Regions from separate parts of the Mus musculus genome. Here all the other regions are linked to region 2. Evidence: chromatin contacts called from public HiCAR-type and promoter capture Hi-C data. All regions are on one chromosome and are shown on one strand. The core of a region is the stretch at or near the end of the contact, and the rest is flanking DNA. Distances in the headings are between cores, read along the strand shown. Region 1 holds the start of 4930509E16Rik (RIKEN cDNA 4930509E16 gene). Region 2 holds the start of Sltm (SAFB-like, transcription modulator). Region 3 holds the start of Mns1 (meiosis-specific nuclear structural protein 1). Region 4 holds the start of Anxa2 (annexin A2). Region 5 holds the start of Myzap (myocardial zonula adherens protein). Region 6 holds the start of Zfp280d (zinc finger protein 280D). Region 7 holds the start of BC065403 (cDNA sequence BC065403).

The links. Promoter capture Hi-C pulls out the DNA fragments that hold promoters and counts their contacts. HiCAR-type assays count read pairs that join an accessible place to other places.
Region 1: a contact with region 2 is called in a promoter capture Hi-C map of liver, with 3 times the contacts expected there. The contact joins the promoter of 4930509E16Rik here to the promoter of Sltm in region 2. A contact is called at or near these places in 4 of 39 promoter capture datasets (hippocampal neurons, liver and pre-B cells), 1 of 484 Hi-C or Micro-C datasets (embryonic stem cells) and 1 of 9 other capture datasets (liver).
Region 3: a contact with region 2 is called in a promoter capture Hi-C map of erythroid cells, with 13 times the contacts expected there. The contact joins the promoter of Mns1 here to the promoter of Sltm in region 2. A contact is called at or near these places in 3 of 39 promoter capture datasets (erythroid cells, hippocampal neurons and liver).
Region 4: a contact with region 2 is called in a promoter capture Hi-C map of hippocampal neurons, with 2.7 times the contacts expected there. The contact joins the promoter of Anxa2 here to the promoter of Sltm in region 2. A contact is called at or near these places in 1 of 39 promoter capture datasets (hippocampal neurons) and 1 of 115 datasets of contacts at active chromatin or transcription factors (extraembryonic endoderm stem cells).
Region 5: a contact with region 2 is called in a promoter capture Hi-C map of pre-B cells. The contact joins the promoter of Myzap here to the promoter of Sltm in region 2. A contact is called at or near these places in 3 of 39 promoter capture datasets (hippocampal neurons, pre-B cells and stem cell-derived epiblast-like cells).
Region 6: a contact with region 2 is called in a HiCAR-type map of astrocytes, with 5 times the contacts expected there. The contact joins the promoter of Zfp280d here to the promoter of Sltm in region 2. A contact is called at or near these places in 4 of 39 promoter capture datasets (hippocampal neurons, liver, pre-B cells and 1 more), 1 of 115 datasets of contacts at active chromatin or transcription factors (astrocytes) and 2 of 9 other capture datasets (adipose tissue and liver).
Region 7: a contact with region 2 is called in a promoter capture Hi-C map of erythroid cells, with 22 times the contacts expected there. The contact joins the promoter of BC065403 here to the promoter of Sltm in region 2. A contact is called at or near these places in 3 of 39 promoter capture datasets (erythroid cells, liver and pre-B cells) and 1 of 115 datasets of contacts at active chromatin or transcription factors (astrocytes).

What each region holds. Positions count from the first base shown.
Region 1 is chr9:72,529,399-72,533,267 of GRCm38.p6, forward strand. 4930509E16Rik (RIKEN cDNA 4930509E16 gene) reads right to left here and starts at 2,460. Exons shown (of 3, transcript NR_045735.1): 1 at 2,412-2,460. Rfx7 (regulatory factor X, 7) reads left to right here and starts at 2,842. Exons shown (of 9, transcript NM_001033536.1): 1 at 2,842-3,582. The coding sequence starts at 3,422.
Region 2 is chr9:70,541,030-70,544,783 of GRCm38.p6, forward strand. Sltm (SAFB-like, transcription modulator) reads left to right here and starts at 1,686. Exons shown (of 21, transcript NM_025690.4): 1 at 1,686-2,052; 2 at 2,941-3,028. The coding sequence starts at 1,891.
Region 3 is chr9:72,436,379-72,440,184 of GRCm38.p6, forward strand. Mns1 (meiosis-specific nuclear structural protein 1) reads left to right here and starts at 2,151. Exons shown (of 10, transcript NM_008613.3): 1 at 2,151-2,301; 2 at 2,862-3,083. The coding sequence starts at 2,299.
Region 4 is chr9:69,451,136-69,454,970 of GRCm38.p6, forward strand. It overlaps Anxa2 (annexin A2), which reads left to right and starts at 2,548. Exons shown (of 13, transcript NM_007585.3): 1 at 2,548-2,604.
Region 5 is chr9:71,590,076-71,594,113 of GRCm38.p6, forward strand. It overlaps Myzap (myocardial zonula adherens protein), which reads right to left and starts at 2,285. Exons shown (of 13, transcript NM_001033208.4): 1 at 2,115-2,285. The coding sequence starts at 2,189.
Region 6 is chr9:72,273,034-72,277,116 of GRCm38.p6, forward strand. It overlaps Zfp280d (zinc finger protein 280D), which reads left to right and starts at 1,855. Exons shown (of 22, transcript NM_146224.5): 1 at 1,855-1,996.
Region 7 is chr9:72,407,892-72,411,737 of GRCm38.p6, forward strand. BC065403 (cDNA sequence BC065403) reads right to left here and starts at 1,976. Exons shown (of 2, transcript NR_152222.1): 1 at 1,779-1,976; 2 at 753-1,597. It overlaps Gm27230 (a long non-coding RNA gene), which reads left to right. Exons shown (of 8, transcript XR_003948355.1): 6 at 1,397-1,439; 7 at 1,522-2,120; 8 at 2,826-3,004.

The DNA of each region.
Region 1 (3,869 bases), core at 1,210-3,709, 2.0 Mb after region 2:
AAATATCTGGAAAGCTTTATAAGGGAAATGAAGTTTTCATACATAAGATTAATAGAAAGGGGGCTGGAGAGATGACTTAGTGGTTGAGAGCAGTGTCTGTTCTTCCAGAGGACCTGGGTTCAATTCCCAGAACCCACATGGAAGCTTACAACTGTCTGTAACTCCAGTTCCAGGGCACCTGACACCCTCACACAGACATACATGCAGGCAAAACACCCCAATGCACATAAAATAAAATAAGTAAAACTTTAAAAGAAAATACTAGAAAAAAGTTAATAACTGAATTTAAATGTTATTTACTAAACACCTACGAGCCATGAATTACGTCCCAGGACTGCTACCACACATTACTCTGCTTCAGAGGTATCCACAGCCACTTTGTCAATTCTCTTGTTAGACCACTGCAGTGGGTTACAAATCACTCTCCATGCTGTCTCTGACTGTAAAACCAGAGTTTTCCTTCCCAGCTCAATTGGCATTCCTCAGACTGTTTTTTTCCCCATTGTCATACACACCCTCGAGGGGAAGTTTACACTTTCCGTGACTGGGATCTGCTCATAACCAATGCTATCTTAAAAATTCATATTCACTAAAATGTTTTCTATTCACTCCCATGGGGGTGAACTGAAACTGAGAAAATGAGCCACCATGATTCTAAGTTGGCCTTTACTCTCTGGGTTTGCCCTGAATCCCTACCCAAGGTTTAAGGTAACTTTACCACTTTTTTTTTTTTCAAGTTTCTTTAAAGCATAGTTTATTTAAATTCAGTCTCCTATGAAAACTGTAACAAAGCCCAAATTTACCTCTCAGATGTTAAGTGTGAGCAATGATCTTTCTTTTCCTGAAAGGGTGTCTCATTCTGGCAAGAGGATGTCTTCAGTCTGTCGCTATATGAAAACCCTCTCATGGCTGGTTGAACCTAATGCTTCCAGATGTCTGCTCCAACTGCCATGCTGCCAGTCCCCAAGGCCCTAAGTCGCCGTAAACGCACTCTGTTCAGAATCGCCGCTAGAGGGCAAATCGGGGCTGTAACTCTGCTGAGCCCTCTAGCGGTGACTGTGGGATGCGTGGCTCTTTATGGAACCTATTAAAAACTGAAAAGTTGCACTCGGGAAGCCAGCCTGTGTGACACCGGTAGTGAAGTTATTTTAAAGACATCTCGGTTCTCAACTTCCTTTTCTTAAGGTCTTTAGCAGGTCCTAGTTACCTTTCTTTGTTGATTCTCCCCCTCCCCCCCCTCCCCGAATGTGGCAATGTGAGGCCATCACTCTTCGGGTTTAAAAAAAAAAAATTAGAAAAAGGGGTCTGGGCCACTTTTCCCATTGTCTTTTTATATCATCTTCCCCGTGAATACAGAATTATAAATATGCATTCTGGAACACAGTCTGGATCCTCAGGAGGAAACTGTATTTTGCAAGGGTGTCCTTGCCTCCACCCATCCAGGTGCAAACATTCAGAGTATGGGCTTCCAGTCTGTATGAACCAGGCCTGAGGCCACATGGACAAAGCAAGAGAGTTTCAGGCCAAGGCAGGGAACAGAGCACTCAAAAGACCACGCAATCCAAGCCAATCAGATTCACCACCCACTAGAAGTCTGAAAGGTGGCAGGGCCTCCTAGCTCAAAGTCCATCCAGGAAAGTGGCCAGAAAATCTGACAGGGCCAAGTCTGATAGAAACACTGTCAGAGAAGTTACGGGCTGGGAGGCTCATTACAGCCACAGGCACTGAGAAAGGTCAGTGCGAGCTGTGCAGCTGTTCCATCTGGTGCCAGAGGCTTTGGCTGCTGTCTTCTACACCCAGGCGCTTAGCCTTCCTGACCAGCCCCACCTAGAAAAGCTAATTCTTCTGCTCTTCTAAGAGGAATGATTTGTTGGAGGCAGGGAGTCTCACTCTCAGCCAGCAAAGCTGTCTATGAATGGGAAGGGGGCGAAATGGTGGGCAGTCTCTGGCTGGGGTGAGTTTAGATGGCTGCGAAGGAAGAGCTCTTGGCTGAAGCTCGCGCCTCCATGTTGTATTACATGTGTTCCTTTTGAGAAACAGGAGGGGCCTTGGCTGCCAGGGACCCTGACAAGCCGCGACTTGAGCTGTGTGTCTCCGAGCCTGGGCTGAATTGGGAGTGTAGAGCAGGGAGGGCACTCCTGGCATAGGGGGTGGGGTGGGGAACAGCATGGGCAAAGGCACCAAGGAAGAATGAATCTGCTGCGCGCTGAGGATGGCATGGAGACTTCACTGATTGGAGCTGGGAGTTCTTGCAGGGGGGATGGAGGCGGCTGTGATTGGACGGCTAAAGTGGGGCCAGATTTGGAGGGCTTTGAATGCCCGACCGAGGAGCACTTCCACCAGCTTGCCACTTGCCATTTTCCGACCAGACCGAGTAGGCTCGCTGCGCTAGCTCGTCGAAAAGCTCTCACCTGCTCCAGCTCAGTCCGGTGGCTGAGAGAGGAAGCAGTCCTGACTAGTAGAGGGGAAACGCTCGCGAGCGTGTAGTGGGGGCGGGAGGGCGTGTAGATTCGTTTCACCTTACACACTAGGAAGCGATCAATTCTCCCTTCCACGCCGCACGGTGGCACAGGTCCACTCCCTGCCGCCGTCACGCGAGCCCGCTCCCCGCCCCCAACACGCCCCCCCAACCCCCTCGGCCGCCGCAGCCACCCGACCGCTCCCTCGGGGCCCCCGCCGCGGCTTCCTGGGCCCGCGGCCCGTAGCCGCTCCGCTCCGCCCCGCGCGCTCCGCGCCCCCCTGCGGCCCCCGCGCCGCGCCCGCACACGCGCGTCCACGCCCCCCGGCCGCGCGGTAGGTGTTGTGCCGTCTGCGCCGGGCCGCAGTGCGGCTGCGCGCGCTGGGCTGCTCCGGGCTGGCAGGGCAGCAGTGGCCGCGGCGGCGGCGGGGCCGGGAGCGAGCGAGGGAGCGAGCGGCGTGGGGGAGCTCGGAGGCGCCAGGCCCCCGGGGGAGGGCGGCCGGGGAGGCAGGCCCCCCGAGAGACCCGTCGGGTTGGATTTTGGGGCCGAGGGGGCGCCCGACCACGGACCTCGTTCTTCAGACGCCCCCCAGCCCCGGCCGCTGACGGGGGGCTGAGGGGCGCCGCCATGCCTCTGCCGCGGTGACGCGCGGGGCCGTAAGGAGAACCGGGAGAGGAACCGTGACGAGAACCGCGAGGAGAACCGGGAGAGGAACCGTGACGAGAGCCGCGAGGAGCCGCGCGGTCTCCCCGGGGATGTCCCTCAGGCGGCCGGAGAAAGCGACTCACTCGAGCCCTGGGGTATAGGCCTAGCTTATCCAGCTTCCTTCCTTCCTCCTCTTCCTCCCCCTCCTCCTCCTCTTCCTCCCCTCCCCCTCCTCCTCCCCTCGTCGTCCTCCCCTCCGCGTCTCTTCCCTCACCCTTCCCCGCGCCCCCATCTTCCCTCCCTCCCCTCCAGCAGCGATGGCAGAGGAACAACAACAGCCGCCACCACAGCAGCTCGATGCCCCTCAGCAGCTTCCCCTCAGCGCCCCCAACCCCGGGGTGGCTCTGCCAGCCCTTGTGCCCGGGCTGCCAGGGACAGAGGCCAACGCTCTGCAACACAAGATCAAGAACTCCATCTGGTAAGAGGATCCTCCATCGCTGGGGTAGAACAGCCTAGGCACATTGCTGCTGCAAAGGGGATGGGGGGCGGCGGCGGCATCCGAAGGGGAGGCTAATGCATTCATTGAAGGTGGGTTTCCAGAGCCGGGTGCATGGCTGTGCCACCTCTGGACGGGGGAAGGTTGCACCCACCCCTGGTCTCCTTAGACACACACACACACACACACACACACACACACACACACACACACACACCATGCTTCCCTCTTCTCAATTGTAAGCAGATAAACAAGTTATTTGTGCATTT
Region 2 (3,754 bases), core at 436-2,935:
TCTAAGATTATTAGCACAGCACTGGCACACACAAGCCATATGTGTAAGCCATATTTTATAAGTCACTTAATCTCTTTTAGCAGCTGGGAAGAATTAAAGGGGTTGTTATATCCCAGAATTCCTTAAAAGTCATAAAGAAATGCTGAACTGACTGACTGCCAGGTATGATTTTATAACGTCCAGTTTTCCTCCATTTGAACCAATGATTCAGAAAGAGCAACCCAAAGTAAGGCACACCTCACCCTTACTATTTATTTATTTATTTATTTATTTATTTATAAAGGTAGGATTCCTCTGTGTGTAGCAACCCAAAGTAAGGCACACCTCACATTTATTTATTTATTTATTTATTTATTTATAAAGGTAGGATTTCTCTGTGTAGCCCTGGCTGTCCTGGGTCACTCTGCAGATACCAGGCTGGAGTGTAGTGTATCTCAGAGATCCACAAGCCTCTCTCCCCTTAGTGCTGATAGGCATGTCCCACCACTGCCCAGTCCAATTTAAGTTTTATAACCAGGAAACTGGAGAAAGATGTAAAACAAAACAACCTCAACCCCACCTTTGTTAGCACCTTAGCATTCCTTCTAGGCTCCGCCCAACACTTACCTAGCAACAGCCAGGTAGGCCTGGATGGGAATGTCCCCCCCCCCCCTTTGACTCCTTTCTTCCTCTCCCCTCCCCCCTCCACGTGTTCTTGGCCGGGCTCTTCTCTTCTGTCTTCTCCCTTTCTCTGCCTCTACTCCCTTCTCAGCTCCCCTTGCCATACCCCCAAATAAACTCTATTCTATACTAGACCAGTCTTATGGATGGTACCTGGGGTGGGGATGCCTCAGCATCAGCCGGATGAGGCAGTCCCTCCCACCGCTCTATACCTCGCTCTACAAAACATACCCTTGCCTTTACAAAACATCACCCACCAGTAAATGTTAATTCAGTTCCCTGTGTTTCCTAACTTTGTCCAACTTTGTGTTAATTCTATAGATATTTACGCTGTGATGATTAATAATATTAAAATTACTAAGAGATACTATGCGGGCTATTTCTCCATAAAGTGGCCCCTGTCCTTGACATACCAAATGCTGGCGGCGCAGGGCAGAGGATACTGTATAGGATCAGGGCAACATATACTTTTAAGTTATTCTCCTTTTGTGAACAATTTCATTGAGCCATCAGGCCCGTCGGAGGGGATGGGCAAGCTGAGGCAAACGAGGAGAGGACGTTTGCCTGGTAGTTTTCAGGCAAAGAGGGGCTAAGCTTCAGGGGGTCACAGCGTGACACTGTCCCCTGGGCTCTCGGCCTCAGGTTTCGCTGGGCGTTCCGGGGCGGAACCCGCCGACCTAAGTTCACTAGTATACCCCGACCACCTTTCCACGATGATTCCGTACTTCTTCCGGGAAGGCTGGCGCACACGCCCCCTCATTTCGGTGAAGAGACGCACCTACTCTCCCTACTATGGGGTGCCTCTCAAGTGGCGATGGCTCTAGGTAAGAGATGAGAGGAGAAGGAGGCTAATGGAGAGGCGGGAACCGTGGTACCGAGGACAGCTGAGCGGTTGGACACGCGGAGACTTTCCCGGGACCACGCCAGAGGCCGAGCCACCGGTCCGCTGCGAGCTCCGCCCCCTCCATGCCTGCTCAGTGCGCACGCGCACCCGTCATCCGGGTGCCGCTGCAGGTTGCGCTGGAGCAGAGTCGGGGGCGTGGTCCCCGTGGGGGGGCGTGGTCAGTGGCTCATTGTGCGCAGCGTAGCGCGGCGCCGCTGGCCGCCCGGGGCCCGGGTTGGAAGTTGGTGCTGCCGCGGCCACCGCCTCCACCGCCGCTGCCTCCTCCTCCGCCGCCGCCGCCGCCCTGCAGCCCACTAGCTGCCTCGGCAGCGCGTTGCTTTCCCAAAATGGCTGCCGCTGCCGGGGCCGTGGTAGCCTCGGCCGCCTCTGGGCCGGCGGAAGGGAAGAAGATCACGGAGCTGCGGGTTATCGACCTCAGGTCCGAGCTGAAGCGCCGCAACTTGGACATCAACGGGGTCAAGACGGTACTGGTCTCCCGGCTGAAGCAGGTGAGGCCCGGACGCTGCGCGCAGGGCAGCGTAGGCCGCGCCGTTTAGGTGCTACGCTTCCGCGGTCGGGGCGGACCGGGTGGTGCCTGTGCGTGCCCGGCGCGCGGGGCCCGCGCCTCCGCGAGGAGCCTGGCCTTCCAGCGGCCTCGCGAGCCGCCGCCGGTCGCGCCCCCTGCCTCCCCTGGGACGCCCTCTCCATCGGCTCTGCGGCCTGCGGAGGGTGGAGCTGCAGACCCTGGGCGGCGCTGGGTACCCCGGCCTACGGGCGGTGCGCAGCGCGTGCATCTCTCGGGCTCCGAGGCGATGGTTAGTTTGCTGACTTGGCCGAAGTTACCGTTTAATTGTGTCCAACCGTTTCTTCACCCCTGTTCAGAGAAATCCGTAGTGGGAGTTGATGAGTGGATGAGAAGGGAAGATTCATCTTTTTTTTTCCCCACTAGGCTTTTAACTGATTTATTTTTAATTCTTAATTTCTGATTGCATCAGCGTAATCATCCACGTTCTCAGTCCTGTTAAGCTTTCAGGTTTATTCGCGTGAAGCCTTGGAATCGGAGACGGGAACAAGTGTACGCAATACGTTAGGAAAACTCTTCCTTATTTAAGTAGCTACAAACTTTCTGTAATAGAACATATTTAGGTTCTTGTTCAGTATATGTGACATGGAACCATCGACTGGGTGGAATTTCAAGTTCCAGGACATTTCGATACTCAATGACACCCTCCACCCCTTTCTGTGTAGCATAATTACTCGTTTGTGAAGTCGGTTTGTAAAATAACTGGCAATTCTAATGTTTTGAGGCTGGAGGTTTGGTAATATATTTTCATTAAGTTTTTATAAAATAAGTTTAGATAGTTTGTGTAGCATATTAACTTCTCTTTCTAATGTAGGCTATTGAAGAGGAAGGAGGCGATCCAGATAATATTGAATTAACTGTTTCAACTGATACTCCAAACAAGAAACCAACCAAAGGCAAAGGTTGTTACGAGTTCTGAACATATTTTAAAATATATTTTGGTTCTATAACTTGGCTCTGCTCTTGTACCACTCGCCCTGTTTATATAGTGCTATTCTTTGCTATTTCCCTCTGGCACTCTGCCTTCTTGGGTCAAGGAAGAAAGTTACTGTTAGCAGGCTCTGAGTAACTTGCAGCCTTTCAGATTCGGCTGAAGATGACCAGAAAATAAGAAAGTTCTTTATTGATTCTGGGGAAAGGTACAAAGTTAAGTTGCATACCGATCCTTCATAGTAGGAATATCTGAAGAAAGAAATACAGTTTGATCCATGTCTACCTTGCCCCACAATTGGCAGAGTTTTGGTGAAATTCCCACTAGACCTTTCCTTGGCTCTTTGCTGTTCTCTCTAGTATATTCAAGATCTGTAACCTTTGTTTAATGTTTTAATTGACATACTGCTTATTTCCCATTTATTCCATTATGCAGTCTAATAATTTTCAGTGAAATTCAAAAGACCTCATCGATCATACTAACAAAAGCAAAAACCCCACAACTGATTAGCTTTAAAGAAGTTTTAAGGTATGGGGATACTAGGTTTTTAATGTAGCTTTTAAATTGGGCTCTGTGTATTTCCAGGGCAGAATGATCTGATGTGAATAGCGAAAGGTAATTTTCACATGAATATTTTGATAATAAATGGGAATTAGTTATTAAAAACATCTGGTGAGTATAATCTTATTTGAATAGT
Region 3 (3,806 bases), core at 901-3,400, 1.9 Mb after region 2:
AGCACTCAGGAGGCAGAGGGAGGCGGATTTCTGAGTTAGAGGCCAGCCTAGTCTACAAAGTGAGTTCCAGGACAGCCAGAGCTATACAGAGAAACCCTGTCTCGAAAAACAAAACAAAACAAAAAATGGCAATGGGCCTAAGCAGTCACTTCTAACAACAATAAATAATAAAAGATAATATGAATAAAATGAAAAACAAACAATAAAAGAGGCCACCGTTAAAATGTATCCCTTTCAACATCACTAATGAATAATGATCCAGGACACAAAAGCCAAACCTGCAATGAGTAGATATCACTTCACCCCAGCAAGAATAGTTTTCAAAAATATTAAAAATAAAAAACATTGTTGGGAGTACTGAGAAAAGGGAACACATGTATGCTGTTGGTGGAATGTGAATAAGTGTGGCCATTATAGAATACTAGACTAAGGTCCCCCAGAGTTAAAATAGAACTACTGCCTCCTCCCCCCCCACCGTAATCTATATATCCACAGGATATGGAATCCGCATGCGGAAGGCCTCTGAATGCACACGTTAGTTGCAGCTCCATTTACAGTAGTCAAGTCCTGGTTATATCCTGTGTCCATCAGTGAATAAATGGACAGAAGAATAAGATTCAACCACAGGGAAAAACAAAGTCTTACCATTTCTGACAGTGTGGATGGAACTGGAGAGATCAGCTGAAATAATAATGGTGCTACAGATATTGCTCTGCCAGAGTGGGGCTGGGGAGATGGCTCAACGGTTTGGAGCGCCGCCTATTCCTGCAGATTACCCGGAGTTTGGGAACCAGCACCCACATGACAGCTCCAGTAACCTACCTCCAGGAATTTCTAACTCCAGTTCTAGGGGAGCTGATAACATCTTCTGGTCTTTGTGGGCATCAGGCACATAATGGCGCATAGACACTTTATTTACGTAAAGTTAAATCTCAAAAAGTTCTTAAGAAAAAAAGATAAAGTATGATTGTGAAAACACGTAGAGTCTTTAACAATGTTGATTTCACAGAAACTGTAAGCAGATTGGTGATGACAGGGGCTAGGGCAGGGGGAAATGGCGAAGGGCTAGACTGCAGTTAGCAAAATATAGTCAGAAGTACAGGGGTGCACAGCCAGGTGGGGGTGTAGGATGGTAATATGCTGTACATTACAAAAAAAAACCACACAGAGGAAAAGATTGTTTAACCCTAAAGAAATATTTTGATGTTTACTGATTTAAATATTATACAATGCACCAGGATGTTCCATGATATTCCACAAGACACAATTTTTGGTTTTAATGTATTAGCTAAAATTTAAAGTTACACAAACCACATTCTTAGTAGAGTTCCAAGGGATTGTTAGCTGCATCCTAAGTCCAAGAATGCTTTGCATTATATGCTTTGCCCCACAGTCAGTTTCATATATGATTTATTTTTGGTTTTTTGTTTTTTTTGAGACAGAGTTTCTCTGTATAGACCTGGCTGTCCTGGCTCTGTAGACCAGGCTGGCCTCGATCTCAGAAATCTGCCTGCCAAGTGCTGGGATTAAAGGCGTGCGGTGACTATTATCATTATTGTTACTAATGAATATGGGGGGGGGGGTCTAGACCACAGTGGGTGGTGCCATCCCTCGGCACGTGGTCCTGGCCTTAGAGAGCACTGGGATTGCAAGTATGCATCCACACCTGTTCCGTTCCGTTTTCACGTGCTCTCCAGTCTCACACTCCGCTAGCGATCCAGTGGCTTCTGTTCCAGGTAAGTAAATAGGTCTCGTCCGTGTCTCTAAGTTCTCAAAATATTTCATCTCTAAAATGAGTGTATCAGGGATGGAGCAATGGCTCGGTAGGGGGCCCTGCTGCTCTTTTGGAGGGCCCAGCACCCACGTTAGGCAACTTGCTACCGACTGAGGATGGTAGAGGGGCACCATCCCTCAGTCCACTGCAGTGACAAGTCCGAGCTTATTGGGGTTCCTTGGGGCTTTAGCTGGGCTCCAGACCGCAGAGATTAGCTCCCTTCGGATGTAAACGGCTCCCGCTAGGGCAAAGCGTCCGAACTTCGCGCTTTTGGCTTGGTCCTATGGAAGGAGCGCTCCTGCCTGGCAACGAAGACTCTCCGTGCTGATTGGATATTGTGCCAGCCAATGGGAGGCCGCGTCCCTCTTGGGCGGGCGGTGCATTTTTGGCGGTTGCCGGGACACAGCTTAAACTTAACCCAGCGTGCACAGGTATCCGCTGCCGTGGCTGCTGCTCCGGAAGACGCGTTTGCAACTGAGGCAGAGACCCATCCTGCCGGAGGAGGAGGTTTAAAGCCAACCGAGATGGTAAGCAGCTCGGAGGCCGGGGGAAGGGTCGGTCAGGGACTTTCAAACTGTTTATTTGTAGTCTTGAGCTCTCTGAAATACAATTTGAAGTGCGTAATCCGAGAGGTCAGTGAGAAACTTCGATTTGCTTACTAGAAGGTTCTGGGTTTTTTTTTTTTTTTTTTTCCAGGAACACTCCAGGCATTTCTGCACCTTTCCCCCTCTCATCGAAATAGATACATCTTTAAATCTGCTCTGTTGTGGGTGGGGGGAAAGGCAACTCTCTGGTGGTAAAGCTGCAGCTGGAGAGCATCCGCATCGCACTCACTGACGCTGTTGAATTTTAATTTAACTTTTCCTGCTTCCACTACAAAACAGGGACTATTAGTAGTACTCAATCAGTACGCCGTTAAGTTTACATTATCATATTTAAATATTAATTAGTATATCCTGAATTAAAGCCAAAGACCTTTTATACTGTTACCTATTTTATAGTGTTTATTATAGGGATTTTCAGCAGTATCTTTTTGAAAGAAGAATATTGAATTCTGTGTATTTCCCTTTCCCCCTCGCACTTGTAGGCGACCAAAAAGAGAGCTTTGAGCTTTAGTGAAAAGCATCAGAAGTTAGTAGATGAAAAATTCCGCAAATCATTGAACATACAAGTCATGAATAAGTTAGAGAGGCAAGCCAAGAACCAAGTGGTGCAAAATGAAAACGACGAGAAGGTGGAACGCCAGAGGTTCCTCAGAGTGCTGCAGAATGAGCAGTTTGAGCTCGACATGGAAGAAGCCATCCAAAAAGTAAGTTGCAATGTCCTTGTTAGTTTTCTTTCCTTGGAAAAGGTGAAAGATGGCTGTCAGCCCTGCCTGGAGTTGAGGAAATACAGAGAGCTGGGAACTGACTGAATCCTTTGGAGTCCTGGTTATTTTAGCTGAAGAACGTGGTGTCAGTTGGTCAGTTTGCATGCTTTTAACAACGAGCAAATCGAAAGACTTTAGAATAGCATTTGGCAAGAATATCCATTTTTGTTTTTAAACATAAGCATGAAATCCGTAATTGTTAACATCACAGTTTTGTTTATGTGAGTGCAACCGTGTTGCCTTCTCTACATTTCTAATAAGAAATTTAAGAAATTCCTTCCTTTCTAAAAATTCATGACGTTAAACATAGACACTATTAAAGTGGTAGGAGATGGACATATGTGTGAGATGTACACTTACTCATATTTTTAATTTTTGAAGAATTCAGTTATTGAATGCGTGTGTTTACATCCTGCTCTGCTGGCTAAATCTATCATGAGTATTTCTAAATATTTTTTAGGAGATTGCAGTAGAAGAGGAAACAGACAGGAAGTGAGACAAGTGAATTTTCTCCTAAGTGTGAAAAGAACGTCCCCTGTTTTGTTGTGTTTTGAGCACTAGCGTGCGGTTATGTCCAGGATTTTGAGGGTGGATCTGGAAATAGCAAAAGAAAGGCTTAAAAGTGTGTCGGCTTCCTTCTGTCCTAAGTTCCAGTAGCATAGA
Region 4 (3,835 bases), core at 1,298-3,797, 1.1 Mb before region 2:
TACCTGTCCTCCATCCTTGCAACCTCCTCTACAAAAAAATAAAAAATAAAAAAATAAAAATAAAAATAATAATTAAAAAAAACTTAAAAAGAAAAAAAAGCCTCCCTATGGAAACTGCAGTGTGTCATGGTGTGTCACACAGTACACCCCTTTGCTCAAACAGCTTTTCTTGCAGTGTTCATTGCAGTGAGTTCTTGGTCTGGTTAGAGGCCTCTGGCTTCTGCTGCACCATCAATACTGGATCCTCACTGTGACTCCTCTCGGATATCCTGTAGATGCCCTGTGTCTGGAAGTTTCTGCGGCTTTGGATCTGCAGGACAGGCCCTGCATGAGGTAGATGTTGGGATGAGCCAACTGAAAGCCCTAGGTCTGGGCTACCTCAGGTAGCACAGTCAGCTTTCACTATAGATTCTGGAGACTGAGCTCTGGTCTTCACGATTTTCAAGGCAGGCACTTTACCTCCTCCCATCCCCCACCCATCTGACCTTTTTGTGGATTTTTATAAACTATCTAGTCAGGGTATTCAGTGTAATACAATCGTTGCTGGCATTGGTTAATTTGATTTCCAAACCATCCCAACTGTGTCTCAAGGAAGAGTCCCCTCAGATTGGCTTTTGATAAAACGTGTATCAGATGAATTTGCAGACAGAACCAATGAGATCCCCCGATGGAATGTGAGATGCTAAGGAGATAGGACAAGAAGAAAGAGCTCGTATTCAGCAGGACATAAATGAGGCCTGGCCACATACAGCTCTCTGTACATTTAGCTTTGCCAGATGTCCACAATAAGTCAAAAATAGTTTTGGATGGTTGGTGGCTTTTTTATGTTTCACATGATGTCAATTCAATGCTACTTCTGACATTGGACCTCCTACCCTCCCTCACACATGCAGGAATGTGGAGCCTGCGGGCCTGGGTGGAGAAATAACCCAGGGAGGCAGGCTACTGCTTGCTGGTAGTGTGTGCCTGTGTCTTATGTTCCAAGATGTTCACCCCCAGTAGTCAGATAAACAAGGTTTCTGTCTTTAAAGCTGCCCACACTGAAGCACTATGAATGTAAATCAGACATTGTATCAAAAGGGATATCTTGTTTTCTGTTTGTCACTCTGCTGGGGCCAACTTCACAGCTACCTGTCTATGTGACAGTGGGCACTGTGCCTATCTCTTCCCCTAACTGTCATCCTTTGGTTCCTAGGAGTGAATTGAGACCGTAGTGGAAAGTATAAACAGATGTTGATATCAGAAGGGACCAGGGCTGGGAAGATAGTGGCCTAAGATCTTGTAGCTTAAGAACCTGAGTTCTGTTCCAAGTTCAGGTAGAAGGCTTTTTGGCCAACCAATCTTGCCTAATTTGTGAGCTCCAGGCCAAAGAGATACCTTGTCTCAAATAACAAGCTGGGCCAAGGTGGGTGCTCTGAAGGGACAGCATCCTAGAGGCTGACAGCGCCTTGCAGGTCATGTGTGATACACGTGACCACGTGTGATACGAGTGAACCACAAGCACACACAACTAGATGGAAGAGAATCGTTAGAACCTAGAGAAAGCAGAGAGGTAGACTCTGCAAGGACGGAGTTGAAAGACCTAGTGTGACTGGGCAGCGGTGGTGGTGTACACTTTTAATTCCAGCACTGGGGAGGCAGAGGCAGGCAGATCTCTGATTCCAGACGAGCCTAGTCTCCAGACAACCAGATCTATACAGAGAAACCCTGCCTTGAAAAACAAAAACAAAACAAAACAAAACAAAACAAAAGAACCAAAACTAGTGTTTAAGGTATTTCCAGCTCTCTTGCTAGCTTGAAGTTTAATGCGGTGTGAACAGTCACCCACAAACACAGTTCACTACTGCGTTGTTTCCTGGAAAAGCAAGCTAGAAAAGAAACAATATGACCCAGAGAAACAGTTTGTCAAGGAATGAGAAGGGGGAAAAACCTTCAATAACCTACAATTAGGAAAAGACCGTAGGACCTGGGGTGTATTGGAGTACTGGGGGAAGGAGGTACCTTCTAGCCTTACCTCTTAGTCTCCCTAGCTGGTTAGAGGCCTCTCCGCTTTGATTTACAAGGCGGAGTAGACTGTGTAAAGCAGGGCCAAGCGAACACCCTCCTCACACTGCTCCAGCTGGTGACCAGAGGTTAAGCTAATATGTTTGCAGACAGTGATGGAGAGCTGGGTGCCAACGGCCCAGTTCAGAGGAATCCAAATATATGCGCCTTGAAACAATTCTACCCTCCATTACCTCGCTGCCTAGAAGCCTTTTAAAAGCAAAAGAAGTGAGTTGGGCAAGCCAAGCAGCTGAAATCTTAATAACCCAGAGCCAGCCTGAGCAGGGCCCTGTACTCTAGGAGTAAGGGGATTTGGGCGGGGGAAATGGGTGGATACTTGTAGGGCCTGGGGAGGCGGTGGAGCTGTCACGTAGGGCAGGACTGGGCTTGGGCTACGTTCCAAGTTGGATGAGTCACCCAGCAGGGTGGGAACAGGCCGGGGAGGGAGGGGATGTGGGGCGGCCTCGCGCTGGGAGGATGGGGCGGGTATAAAAGCCCCACCCAGCCCAGCCGGGCTGCTCCGCTTCAAGGGAGGCTCTCAGCGATACGTGCCCGGCCCAGGTAAGTGGGGCGCGGCCCGGTCGCCCGCTATGGCCTCGGGGTTGCGGTGCTGAACGGGGAGCGGGCAGGCTCCGGCGATGGGGACCCCGGGAGGCACGGAGAGGGACCCACTCCACCCGGTGATCTGCGAGGCCCTGCAACAGAGTTGCAAAGTGTCCCGCAAGTGACCGTGCTCTTTGCATGCCACTCTCCTGAGGGGTCGGGGCGCAGGGGTCGGGGCGTGCTTCCCCTTGAGGTTTCCTCGGAACGGGGAGACCCTTTGTGGGGCGGGGAGCCGAGGGGGCGGCATTCCAGACGTGCTAGATGTCAGGAGGGGGACTGGGTGTGGCCGCTGGGGGAGCCTCCGGCCCAGCAGTGAGAAGTCCCACTTCGCTTTCCGCACTGCGTTCTCTCACTCTGGACCGTAACTTCTGCAATTTCAGGTGAATTTCCTTGCAACTGAGGGACGTGCCTTTGTGGAGTCGGAGCAGGGTACCTGGGGGAGGTCCAGGGGGCACCAGAACCTCAAGTCTTGACTACTGGGTGCCCTTCTTTACAATCTCAACTCAGTCTTCGTCATGAACGCTAGATTGTCTGCTAGGTCAGCGACCTCAGACTTCATTTCTTCTGGGGAGTTTGTGGCTCGCTTAGAATGTGTGCAGAAGGAAGTGTCCCCGGGTGGTTGTAGGGAACGTTGCCTTGACTGTGCTGATGCCACCATGAATCAGTTGATAGGGTCTATAGAAAAGGGCGTGGTTCCTGGGCCTCAGGTTCCAAAGCTGGCGCGGAGGGCTGTGGTTGGAGAAGTTTCTTTATCTATGAAAGTGGTTTCCGAACTCTGCTGTTGATAGCGCCACTCACACTGAGTTATTGAAGGTTTCCGAAAACAAGTTCATTCAAAAATAGCTAAATAAAGCGTACTGAAACAGTGTCATGCAAATGTAAAAGCAAAGCAAAGGCAACAAAATAACTGTTACTTGAGACAGAGCCGTAATCTCAACACTCAGAAGACTGGAGCAGCAAGATCCCTTTTGAATCCGACCTGAGCTACATAGTAAGTGAGATTCCTGTAGGGGGAAAAACCCAACTACCAAAAAAAAAAAAAAAAAAAAAAAAAGAGAGAGAGAGAGAGAGAGAGAGAGAGAGAGAGAGAGAGAGAGAAAAGAAAAAAACCATGAGCTTATGATCACGATCAAGCTTATTGGTAATTGGTAGAGTACCGTAGTAGGTTGAACTTCATTCCCAGAACTTG
Region 5 (4,038 bases), core at 1,035-3,534, 1.0 Mb after region 2:
CTTTACGAAGTTCACACTCAAGAGCCACGCCGTTGAGTCACAAAACAAACTAAAGCATCTCATAGTGTTTTAAGAACATGTACGATTCTGTGCTGGACTAGGTCCATAGCTACCCTTGGCTGGAGGAAACCACAGGTTGAGCACACCCAAAGTATTCCAGTTTGAGATCATCTCCTTGCCAGCATCACAGAGGGAGTGAGAGAAGGCCGGATTTCTTGAAAATTTTTCAATTTCAGAAACAGTTTTCATGGCTATGTATTTACTGTATATATTTTCTTGTGCTTCAAAAGTTTTTTTTAATTATCTTAAAAACTCTTAGTGTTTTGTCCCAAAGCAAGTCTGACACACATCGTCATACAGCCTATGTCAAGTATCCACTGAGATAAATGATAGTTCTCTTTTTACCTTGTCGATTGCCTTTGTAACTCCTGACCCTGCTGGGAGACTAAGTAGCAGTTCACCTGCAGGGAGAGGCTTGCCCTACACACCTCAGAAAGAACCTTTCTTTTAGGGTCACTGAACCCTGGAAATACTCTGCTCGCTCTACAAACTCATTTGTGATAATATCTGCCTCCAAGAGCAGAATGGAACTGAGTGCCCAGCCCTGGGGCACACAGAAATAGATCTATAAATATTCAGTGAGTCAGTTAGTCAATCAACACACACACACACACACACACACACACACACACACACACAGGAGCCTTTAAAAAGATTTTGTCCACAGAAGTTCTAGAATGTTCCAATCAGTCCTACATAGTCTGAATTCGGAAGCCTGAGTTCTTCAGACCAAAGTTTCGATGCAGTCTTAGCCAAAAGACAAAGCATTCCAGTATGTCCAGACATCATTCAAGAGAAAAATCTCAAAGATGCTACTGAGTCTACTGGCTATACCTAATTCACTCACAGGATCCCAGCATCAACCTAAATCAGAGTCTCCCTGTGGGTAGGGGCTGCTGCACACAGCTCAGGGCTAACTTTGTAATGATTTTATTCTTTGTCAACCTAAATTTTGTTCTGATTAAACAAAGCCTTCCATGGGAAAGAGTCAAATGCCCATCTTGCAATAGGGTAAGCCCATGGTTGGAAACTCACTAACCAAATGGGAAGCCACTTTATTAAGTTAATGACCAAGCAACCAGAGTTCTATGAGCCTTAGGTGTCTAACATATACACACAAACATAAATACACACACACACACACCACCACCACCACCACCACCACTTGGCCCTCACCCAAAAGCAACACATGCCTTTCGTCTATAAATGGAGAAAAGATAAACACTAAAGGTCAAATCAAACTAACCGGACTTGGGAAGGGGCTTTTGGAGTGGGATTTAACCTGTTAGAATGAACGGTGGAGATACGTGATTAGTGAAGAGGTAGGTATTTAATAACGTGATACCAGAAGACTCAGAAAGCTACAAGCCAAGCTCCTAGCAGACTTCTCTGAGGCCCTGATCTTCGAAGGGGCATAGAATGTCAACCTGACAAGCCTGGCCATTCTTTCAGGAGCATCTGGGAGGTAAGAACTGATTCAGCAAAGACTGTGGCTAAACACATTTCTTTAGGGAAATCTCCCTGGAGGTGATGGTCAGGGCTTAAAAAAAGAAGTTCCTGCGTAAACTAGAGTCCTGCACAGCTAGACTCCGAGGTGGTCAGCTGCTCAGCTCTGGTCTGCAAACAGGCAACCACCTTGGCAAAGCTGGCTCCTGGATCAGAGGCTGTCTGTCACTGGTGGATGGACATATGGATGATGCTCCCAACCAAGAGATGCAGAAAAGTTCACGTTTCAAGTATATTCAGGGCAGAGACCTCAGAAACCTCTCCCCTGCCTTTTTTAAACTGATGCCACATTTAAGCTTGGCTTGACAGTGGAGACGCGAAGGAGAAGTAAGTTCTAGGTATCCCAGAAAGTCCCCTAAGCCCTCTCTTCCCGCCTCGGGAGCATCCAGAGGGAGGGTCACTGTGGAGTCCCGGACTGGCCAGGAAACTTGAGCCAAGACTGAGGTATCGACAGCCAGAAGCATCCTTCTCCCCACATCCCTACAGATGGGGCGACAGGGATGGGTGCGAGAGATCCCCAGCAGCTCCTTCTCCAGCTAGCTACTTACCCTTCTACTGGGCGTTCCAGGCGACTTGGCGCCGCCACCTGAGAACAGGGTGACAGTGGACGTGGAGCGCAGCATCTCGCAGCGGCTGTGGAGCAAGGGCTGGGTGCCCGCGCTGCTCCGGGGCAGGATAAGCGTGCGGGGCGCACCCTACGCGGGGGAGGCTCAGACACTAGAAGCTACGGCTTCCGCAGGGCTGGAGCCCAGGAGGCGGGGCCTGGGAGGGGCCTGAGAGGGGCGGGGCTAGGATTCTGCCAGACTAGTCAAGCAGCATTCTCTCCCCAAAGTTGAGCGTCTCCTCTCTGTATCTCCCTGTCCAGTCTTCCTGCACACACTGTGGGTCTGGTCTCTGTATCCCCTGTCCTTTTGGCCTCACGACCCCAGAGCTTTCCATCAAACCCCAAGGACTACTGGGACCCTTGGTCTTTGTCACTTTTTTTCACGGTAACTACTGAGTGCCTATTATTTGTGCCTCCTAGTGAACGACCGACTCCTGTCCTCACAGATTTGCACCCTAATGGTGACCCTGAGAGAAGACAGTTGTCATTTCTGTGGTAGAAAACAGGTATGTGTGCTGGGAGTGTGCAACTGTCCAAAGGTCCTCAGGAGCCAGAAAGAGGCTCCCAGAGGAAGTGACTAAGCTGAAGACCAGAATTGCAAGGCTGTCCACATTCATTCAGTGATTGCTGTGTGTCCACCTGGCAGGACTGACCACCCTTTGCGTCAATCAATCTTCACAACCACGCTTTGGGGGTAGGTGTCATTATCCTGCACCCCATTTTGCAGGTGAGGACACTGATTCATCAAGGGTTGAGTAAGGCAGGAGGAGCCCCACCAGGTGTTAAGTGGCCAAGCTAAGAGGTGACCTACCCTGTCAGCCCCTAGGGCCTTTCTGGAACACTCTGCTGCCCCCTAGCAGAGATAAGCAAGGCAAGGGCAGATCTGGGACCCTTCCTTCTTAGGCATCCTGTCACAGTGCCAGGAGCTGATGGTGGAGAGAAGCTAAGGAGAGCTGGGGCCTAGTCACTAAGAACCTGGTGTGTGAGTGCTTAGGCCTTTAACATCAGGACAAAGTGCTTCGGGGGAAAGAGAGGGAGGACACAGTATCTCCATTCACCCTTCAAAGCCGAGGCAAAACCCAGCCTTCTCACCAACCTCCTAACCTGAACCCCGACGGCACCCCTGAACCTAGAAGCTTTGTTTCCCTAACTTCTGTGCACTCTCCTCTCTCTCTCTCTCTCTCTCTCTCTCTCTGTGTGTGTGTGTGTGTGTGTGTGTGTGTGTATGTGTGTGTACCCATGCACACGAGTGATCCCAAGGTTGCACCACCAGGAAAGACGTCAAAGAATGTTACCAATCAGAATTCCTCGTGATCCCACAAAACTTGCCCCTTTGGTGACAACAGTCATGTTTTCTGCAAGTCTGCATGAAAGCCGCAGGGCCTCTTCTCTGCCAGCTCTTCCTGATGCTTTCTACCAACCTCATCACCACTGTGTGTGTGTGTTTTAAGATTTACTTTTTATTTTTAATTTTGAGTTTGCCCAGGTGAGTACAGGTATCCTCAGAGGCCAAAGGCGTCCAATCCCTTGAAGCTGAAGTTAGCTCAGTTGTTAACCACCCACCTTGGGTGCTGGGAGCTGAACTCTAGTTCTCAGCAAGAGTAGTAAGGTTTCTTAATGTTGAGCCATCTTCCAGCCCTCTGCCTCTGTCCTCTTAGATCTGTATGCACTTCCTCCTCAGGCTACACAACCCCACCAGGTAGATTCTGTTAACATCTTTGATTTGCAAAGGACAAAACTAACGCCAGAGTTAATGGGTCAATAGCCATACATATCGATTCCACTCTATTCCCATCTATAGCTTCTTCAAAACAAGGAATCCATGAGAGATTTCCCTCTGTCCTCCTCCACACAGCCTCTGCTTCTAG
Region 6 (4,083 bases), core at 605-3,104, 1.7 Mb after region 2:
GGAGCTGCAATTGCTCCCCCAACCCTCTCAGGCTAACTTCCACCAGCAACTGCCCTGGCTGCCCTCTTTCTTCTCCTGTCCACCTTAGCTACATGGATAGAAAACATTAGACAGTTTTATTATTTTAAAGCTAGCCAGATAACTCAACAGCTGGGTAAAGAATTTCCTGCCCCAATTCTATCAGCCAGCTCCCCACAACCTTCTCAGTCCTTGCTGGCAGCAGAGGCTACAATAATTCTAAGTGTCCCAAGATCTACATGACTTCAGCTTCCCTTTCCATCCAAATCCTGGTCCAAATTCCTCTCTCCCTGTGTCCCTTCTCTTCTGGGACCTGCAAGTCCCACCATTTTTCTTTCGTCCAGCAATTGGCTTCCCCCCTTTTTATTGACACAATCAAGAACCAAGTAGGGATACAACACCTCCCTCTTTACCTACTCCTTTAGAATTCCAGGGTATCTTGAAGACCCACTGAAACATCCAACCTGAATTGAGCAATTACTGAATTCTTGGACTTTTTGTCCATAGCCAGCCATTGTTGCTTATAAGTCATTCTAATAACCCCCCTTTCTATGCACATGGATTCATTCTCTAAGTTCAGTTAGAAAACTAATAATATAGGTACCTAACACTGAGATGGTGACTGAATTGCTAACCTCTCACCTGACCACCTGGTGTCTCTTTCAAGGAAGTGATAGGCAGACAAATCCTAAATTCACAATACTGGGCTTAGCCCACCTGCAGTGTCCTCCTTCTGTCTTTCTAATGGATCTTGCTCCTCTCTGGCTTCTAGCCCCCTGTGGTCCTGTTCTGCAGCCCTAGCTCCACTGGCCTCCTATTGGGTTCCCAGATCCCTTCCCTTAGTATCTGCAACTCACTTTATATATGTATCAGCTTTCTGCTTTTGTCCTCTGAAATCTGCTGGTCTCTTTAAACCTTTTGTACCCATTCTCTAAGTATGAAATGTATTGAGCTAGTAATTAAGACTGGAATAAAAGAAGCTTTGATCGCCGAGAGCCTGGTATCTATAGACACTGAGGCTATTTGATAGAAGGTAGCTCATAGTATTTGAGTTTATGTGTATCTGTGTTTTTTTGTCTGTATATATGCCTGTGTGCCACTTTAGTGTCTGGTGCCTACCGAGGCCAGAAGAGGGCATCAGATCCCCTGAACTGTAGTTGTGTGCCACCATGGGGTGCTGCGAACCAAATTAGGGCACTCTAGAAAAGCAACATGGGCTCTTACTCATTTTACATCTCTCCAGCCCTCGTTTTATTGCCTCTTTCTTTCTTCCTTCCTTCCTTTCTTTTTTTTTTTTTTAACAAAATCTGACATCGTTCAAACACACAAATGTCCATCTACATTTCGGACATAACATGGTGTCTGTTTCCTTACAGATCCGACTTACGATGAAGTATTCTTATAAATACATCGGCCATTTTTTTCCACCTCCAATTACGGATTACTATTCATACAATAGGAGTGAAAAAGATACCCAAACAAAAACGTACTTTCCAAAAACAACGTGGTACTATCCTGGAAACTCATCTCCTTTTCCTCTCACACCCTTCCCCATGCCCTTTAACCCTCGCACACGGAGAAGGATGGAACTCACTGCTGAGTGCCTACAAATTCTAGGCCTGAGGCGGCCATGAGCGCCACGGCCTAGCTCAGCCCGGTCCCCGCGTGTCCTCGCCGGCTGCTAGGGCCCGGCCGGCCCGGGCCTTCGAGGTCCGCAGCACGGCGCATATGGCCGCGCTCGCCTCCCGCGTTGGCGGGAAGACTGGGAGCGCGGACGCGCGAGGCCAACCCGGAGCCTACCCATGAGGCACTGCGCCCTGGCTCGCGACAGCCCCCTCCCCCCTCACGGCGCCCAGCAGCCCCGCTCCGCGATGGGAGCCGGAGCGGCCTCGGCGTACACAGCCCGCGCTCCTCCCTCGCCTCCTCCTCTTTCTCCTCCTCCTCAGGGCTCCAGTCAGGCCGAGCCGCTCCGCTCACGGTAAGCGTCCCCCGCCCCGCGCGGCCGCCCGCCCGCCCGCCCGCGAAGGCCCTCCCGCGCGGCCGCGCCGCCGCACTCCGGGGGCGCAGGGTGGGGGTCTCGGGCCGCGGCGCGTCGGCGAGAGCGCCCGGGCCGGGCAGGGCAGGGGCCGGCTGCGCATGGGGCCGGGCCCGCCATCTTGCCGGGCCTGGCGCGGGAGGGTTCCCGGCGCGACGAGGCGAGGCGGCCGGCGGCGCGGCGGCCCACAGTACAGGGCCGCCCAGCCGTCGCCTCGCCTCGTCGCCTCGCCACCGCGCAGATCCTCCCATCGCTTTCTCAGCCCGGCTGTGCTCTCGGGGGACGACTCCCCTCGGTCCTTTGTACCTTGTCCGCGGGTGTGTGTGTGTGTGTGTGTGTGTGTGTGTGTGTGTGTGGCGGAGACCCGAGCTCACAACCCAACCCACTCGACTCTTCACGCAAGAGCAGAACCCCACTGGCGTTCGCCATAACAGCCACAGAGGCCTTACCTTGTGCTAGACGACCGCTCCTATCTAGCCACCTTTCTTGTCAAAGGAATGTCCCCACTCTGCCATAGCCCCGCTATTGTCTACCAGAGGAGGGCTTTGAGGAGAACCGAGCCTGACAGATTTTCCAGCTGTGCGTTGCAGGTTTCACTTAATAAACCACAAACGAGTGGTCGCGCTGAGGTTTTAGCCTGCGCAAGAAGATGGTGTTTTCACGACCAACCTGCATTTGTAACCCGTTAGGAAAGAAATATGCTAGGAAAAAAATGGACGTTAACCTGCTGCGAGCATGGAGACTTTTGGCTTCACGAAGAAAAAAAATTTTTTTTTTAAATAGTCCGCCATACTTAAACATTTGGCTTTATTTTCAAGTTTGGACTGAATCATCTAAATACTTGGACGTCTTTTAGTGCCCTTAACCATAAATTCACACGATGGAAGTAAGAGTTTGAAGGTACAAAACCCTTCCCTTGGCATCTGTGTGCTATCTTGTTTTGAGAGATGACTGTACCAACTCAAGTTGTTTGGATGTAACTGATAGGGTGAAGGGACCGGGTTGGAGGACCTTGTGCTTTTTGATGGTCCACCATCTGCACTAAAGCCATCCTTGAGTTTGAGTGGTTGTATCTGTCATTGGTGTCAATGTTTACCTTGGGCTACTTTCGGAGACGTTTTTGTTGGCAGAGCAGTTTTGAAGGTCAGCCTCAGAAATGACGATGAGAACGCTTGGCTACCGGGGCCATTACGGAACCTTAAGTTTTAGGACTCCTCATTCAGCTCACCTCAGTATTTTATGTCCCATTTTCACTGCAGTGAGGTTCCTGAGAATAGGTGAGGAGGCACAGGCCTCCACATTTGAGAAACTCCGTTTGCCATTAGACTCTAATTTCTGGATCATTTGTTATCTTTAGATGTTATTAGTGGTCATGTTCTTTCCAAGCACACTGGGGAGTTGAATATAGCATGTTCAGATGCCTACCACCTAGTGTGAATATTTGTAAACATTTTGTCACATTTGCTTTGTCTCAGTCTGCTGAATATGTGAATGATTGCTAAAGACGTTACAGTTCACCCCTAAGTACTGGATATGTATATCAATAAAGAAAAGATAAAGGCCACTTTCTCTATACTACCGTAACAGAATACCATGGTCACACCCAAGAAAAATATTTGCTAAAATGCATTTAGTACATAAAGTTAGGGCTAAAAAACTTGAATACATTCAGGCTTAATTATTTTTTTACAATATTTCATAAATCATCTGGAACACTTCATATTATAAAAAGTGGGGAGACAGTATATGATTAGTAATTCTAGCTTTAGTCTCAGTTAAAATGTTGACTATTGAAACTGTTCCTTTTGCAATTAGCATGTAGTCTGGCATAGTTTTAGTGCTTAGTATGAATTCACCTTCATCTCTGGTAAAATAGAATCCATTCTAGGAATGACTGGAGTTAGGAAGAAAAGGAGCAGTTTTGGAGACTAGAATATGCTCAGTTTAATCAATTTGTAATTGGCCAGTCTGGTGGGGCATGTTTTTAATCCCAACACTCTGGGAGGCTGAGGCAAGTGGATCCTCCTATG
Region 7 (3,846 bases), core at 726-3,225, 1.9 Mb after region 2:
ATATTTAATATAATTAAATATAATATAATTAAATAAATATAGTCTAGAGTTATATAATATAAAGTAAAACTGTAAGTACTTTTGTCTAATTCCTATTTTATTTCCTGCTACTCAAAAACAAAAATTAAATGCAAGACAAAACTTGGTCTGATTCTGTTTCTTGTCCCCTTCTGCCTTCCATCTCACGAGAGGAAGCCTGGCTGCCCTGTGAGCAGCTCTCTCTCATGGGCTTGCTCAGAGCAGACCCAGAATGCTTCATCTTCCTCACACATACTTCTCTGGCTTTCACAAAGCCTTTCTGGAAGCCACTTCTGCCCAGAATGTCTGCCTCGGAGCCTCATGTCTCGTCTGTTCTATCCAGAGAAGGCAGGTTAAGCAGCCCTTTCCAGAAAGGCTTCCTTTGTCCGGACCACCTGATCTCTCTCGGGCATTCGGGTAGCTTTGCTAAATGTGGACACTGTAGTGCTGTGCACGTTAGCTTTTAAAAGCAAATGTTTGATCCCTGGTATACTTTGATCACTTGGGTACACTCGGACAGATAGCAGTGTCCTGCTTAGTTTCCTTTCCCTGAACCTTAGAACCGGGAGGGTAGAGCATCGGGCTGGATCGGAGCGCCACCTACTGGTACAGGTGTTAAAGACTGTCAGCTACATTGTGGCGTCCTCAGTGGTCTCAGGCACACACATTTACATACACTCAGTCACGAAGCAACTCCCAGTTGAATTAAGTACTGCAGAATGTGCTACAGCTAATTCAGACTTCATTCCAGTTTTAATAAGATCTATTTTTTTTCCAAAAGAAACACAATAGTGGGGGGGAAAAAAAGAAAGAAAATACTCGGTACTCAGGATATGAATGAAATGGCATCTCCAGAGGGCCGATGGGAATCCTGGACTTGCTTACTGGCTGTTTTGCAAAACAGGTTTTTAAAAAGTTACTTTTCAAAAATCATACACGAAATGAGGAACCAAAACAGTCGGGTATTAGGATCCGTTTAGAAAGCCCTAAGAAGTGGCTTTATAAAGAAGACTAGCTGGTTGGTCTGTTTATTCCAGGACAGTCATCCTTCTGTAAGATCTCCCCGCAGAACTAGCCACGTTTATGCCACAAACACCCGAGTAGGTGTGAATGCTCGGTGCAGATAGCAGAGTAATACTAGCAATCCTTAATCCCTAAAAGGATGTCATTTTTCAGTTTATTAAATATTTTCTCAACCCTTATCAATCTTAACTTTTCCAATCTTAGAAAACAATTTGTTTTGTGAGTAGATATAAATAAAACATACAGAAGTTGCTCTCTAAATCGAGAGAAAACTTTTCTTTGCGCACACTGGGGCCCGATGTGGATAACAGGATCATTAGCGACCAAACAGATGATGCCTCTTTCTCTCTAACAGAGACTCGCTCAGCGGCAGAGAGCCCTTCAATTCCAGCAGAGAGGTGAGCTCAGAACTTGTCACTGGTTTCTGCTTGTACTTAATCTTCCTGTTTATTCTTGCTTCATTAAAGTCAATCTCCACAGGGCAGACTGTCATCCGAGCTCGGCCCATCCTGCTGTCTGCGCTCTCCAGAGAGCGTGCTTGATCCTGATAAACAGACTGCGAGCCAGGCATGTGACTGAACGTGACTGAACTTCTTAAGGGAAATAGAAGACATAAAGGCGCCCCTCCCACACCCTCACAGCAGAATTTGTCAGGCAGGGCCATCCTCTCAATGGGGATGATGCTTTTCCAAAAGCCTGCCTTTCAGACTGTCTGAAGTGAGATAGAGGGTACTTACTGTTATCGTTGTGTGGCACGAGGCCCTTCAGGTTGCCTTAGCTGATGTCATTCATCTGCCAGGCCCCTCTCTTGGGATTCAGTATCATCTAGAAGCTGTCTCCTGAATGATGTGCTACCCCGCTAGGAACTGCAGACAAAGATACTGTCTGTGTTAGTTACTTCCTCATAGCTCTGACCACACGTCAGACTATCCCAGCATCCTCAAGATTTCAACATGAGAAAGCAAGAAAGGTCTTGAAGTCTGGACCCTTCCAGTAACTACTAGAAGTCCTATTGGAGGATTTACTACCCCACCCAAAGGGCTACTCTGGGCTTCCGGCCACCGTTCAGTTTCTCAGTGGTAAGAGCATTAGTGAAGTGGATTGACAGCTCAGCAGAGAAAAAGCTGCCCCAGCCGCTGTGGGGTTGGGGTGGGGTTGCAGCCTCTGCAGAGCCTCCCACGCTCAAAAGCTCAGCTCTCTACTCCATCTCTGGGCAGTGGCTTTTCCCTTGTACCTCTTACTTTGATCCTGTTTCTTGGCTTTTCTTAGGATGTATTATTTAGCACTTTATTCTTTTCCATCTTAAAATTGAATTGTTAAGTTAGGGGCTAGAACCAAGAGTTTGTGGAAATGGTTATGCAGTTCCTTCTATTAGGGGACTAGGGGAGTGTACTGAGTGAAGTTTCTCTTCTGGGTGCTGCTGGGAGACGAAGACTTCTGAGAGGTGAGGTATCAGGCCTTTCTTTGAGCATTGACAAAGAGGACATGTTGAGGTCCCCAAAGGAAGAACCCTCAAGGGAGCGGCCAGAGAGAGTTCAGGTGGGGGAAGTCGCAGGTCAGTTGAGGGACTTGGTTGATTTTTATGGCAACAGTGGCATCTGAACTCAGTCATGAAGGGTTTGGTTGCTCTGTGACATGGATACTTTGATTTTATCATTGTCAAGAGCTGAGAATACCACTTTTCATAAACATATATAGCACAAAATGTTAGGAGTGTCATTAGAGTCATTTCAGAAGTTGTTGAAGCTAAAATTTCTTTATTGGTTTCTTTTATGAAATTCAAGCCGGTAGTCAATAACAACTGGATTCAAGATCAAGCATTCCAACACAATTCAATCCAACAATATGCTAATTTGATGCTCACATAGTAAAGAATGATGAAACGAGAGAGCTGGCGAGATGGCTCAGCCGGTTAGAGCACTGACTGCTCTTCCAAAGGTCCTGAGTTCAAATCCCACCAACCACATGGTGGCTCACAACCACCTGTAAAGAGATCTGACGCCCTCTTCTGGTGTGTCTGAAGACAGCTACAGTGTACTTATGTATAATAACAAATAAATCTTTGGACTGGAGCGAGCGGAGCCAACCAGACTGAGCAGAGGTCCTAAATTCAATTCCCAACAACCACATGAAGGCTCACAACCATCTGTACAGCTACAGTGCACTCACATACATAAAATAAATAAATCTTAAAAAAAGAATGATTGGACAAAAATATTAAATGTCTTTGTTTTATATAATCTGTATATGTCTCTATATATGTCTTCTATATGTCTCTATGAGAATTGAAGACCTTGTATGTACAGAAAAAATACAAAATCCAACATACAGTAGCTCTGGCCTGAGCTGGGGTGATTCAGGCAGTGACCATGGGTGCTGTGTGGTGTCACAGTTCACCTGGTACATACAGACTGGCATGGTATGTTCAGATCGGAGGCTATAATGAAGTCACATGAAGCAACAAAGACAAGTACTTATACAGACACACTGATGCGTTGCATGCTTAGTTGGGAGTTAATTGTTTATGATTCATGTAGAAACCTTTCATTGTTGTCCAGACCGTCTCAGCCCCACATTCGCTTACCCCCATGTGGGACCACCACCCAGTTTAAGACGATGGACTTGTGGGTCCCAGTATCACGCTAGCTCTTATTTTTACGTCTCAAACCTTAGGACCAATCTACCTTTATACACTTGGAAAAATAATAGTCAAGTGCTTTAGCAGAAGTATAATTTCCCATTGTTTAATATGGCACAATATGTCAAGATCTGTCCACTTCAACTTTCCTCGTCTCCCAAATGTTC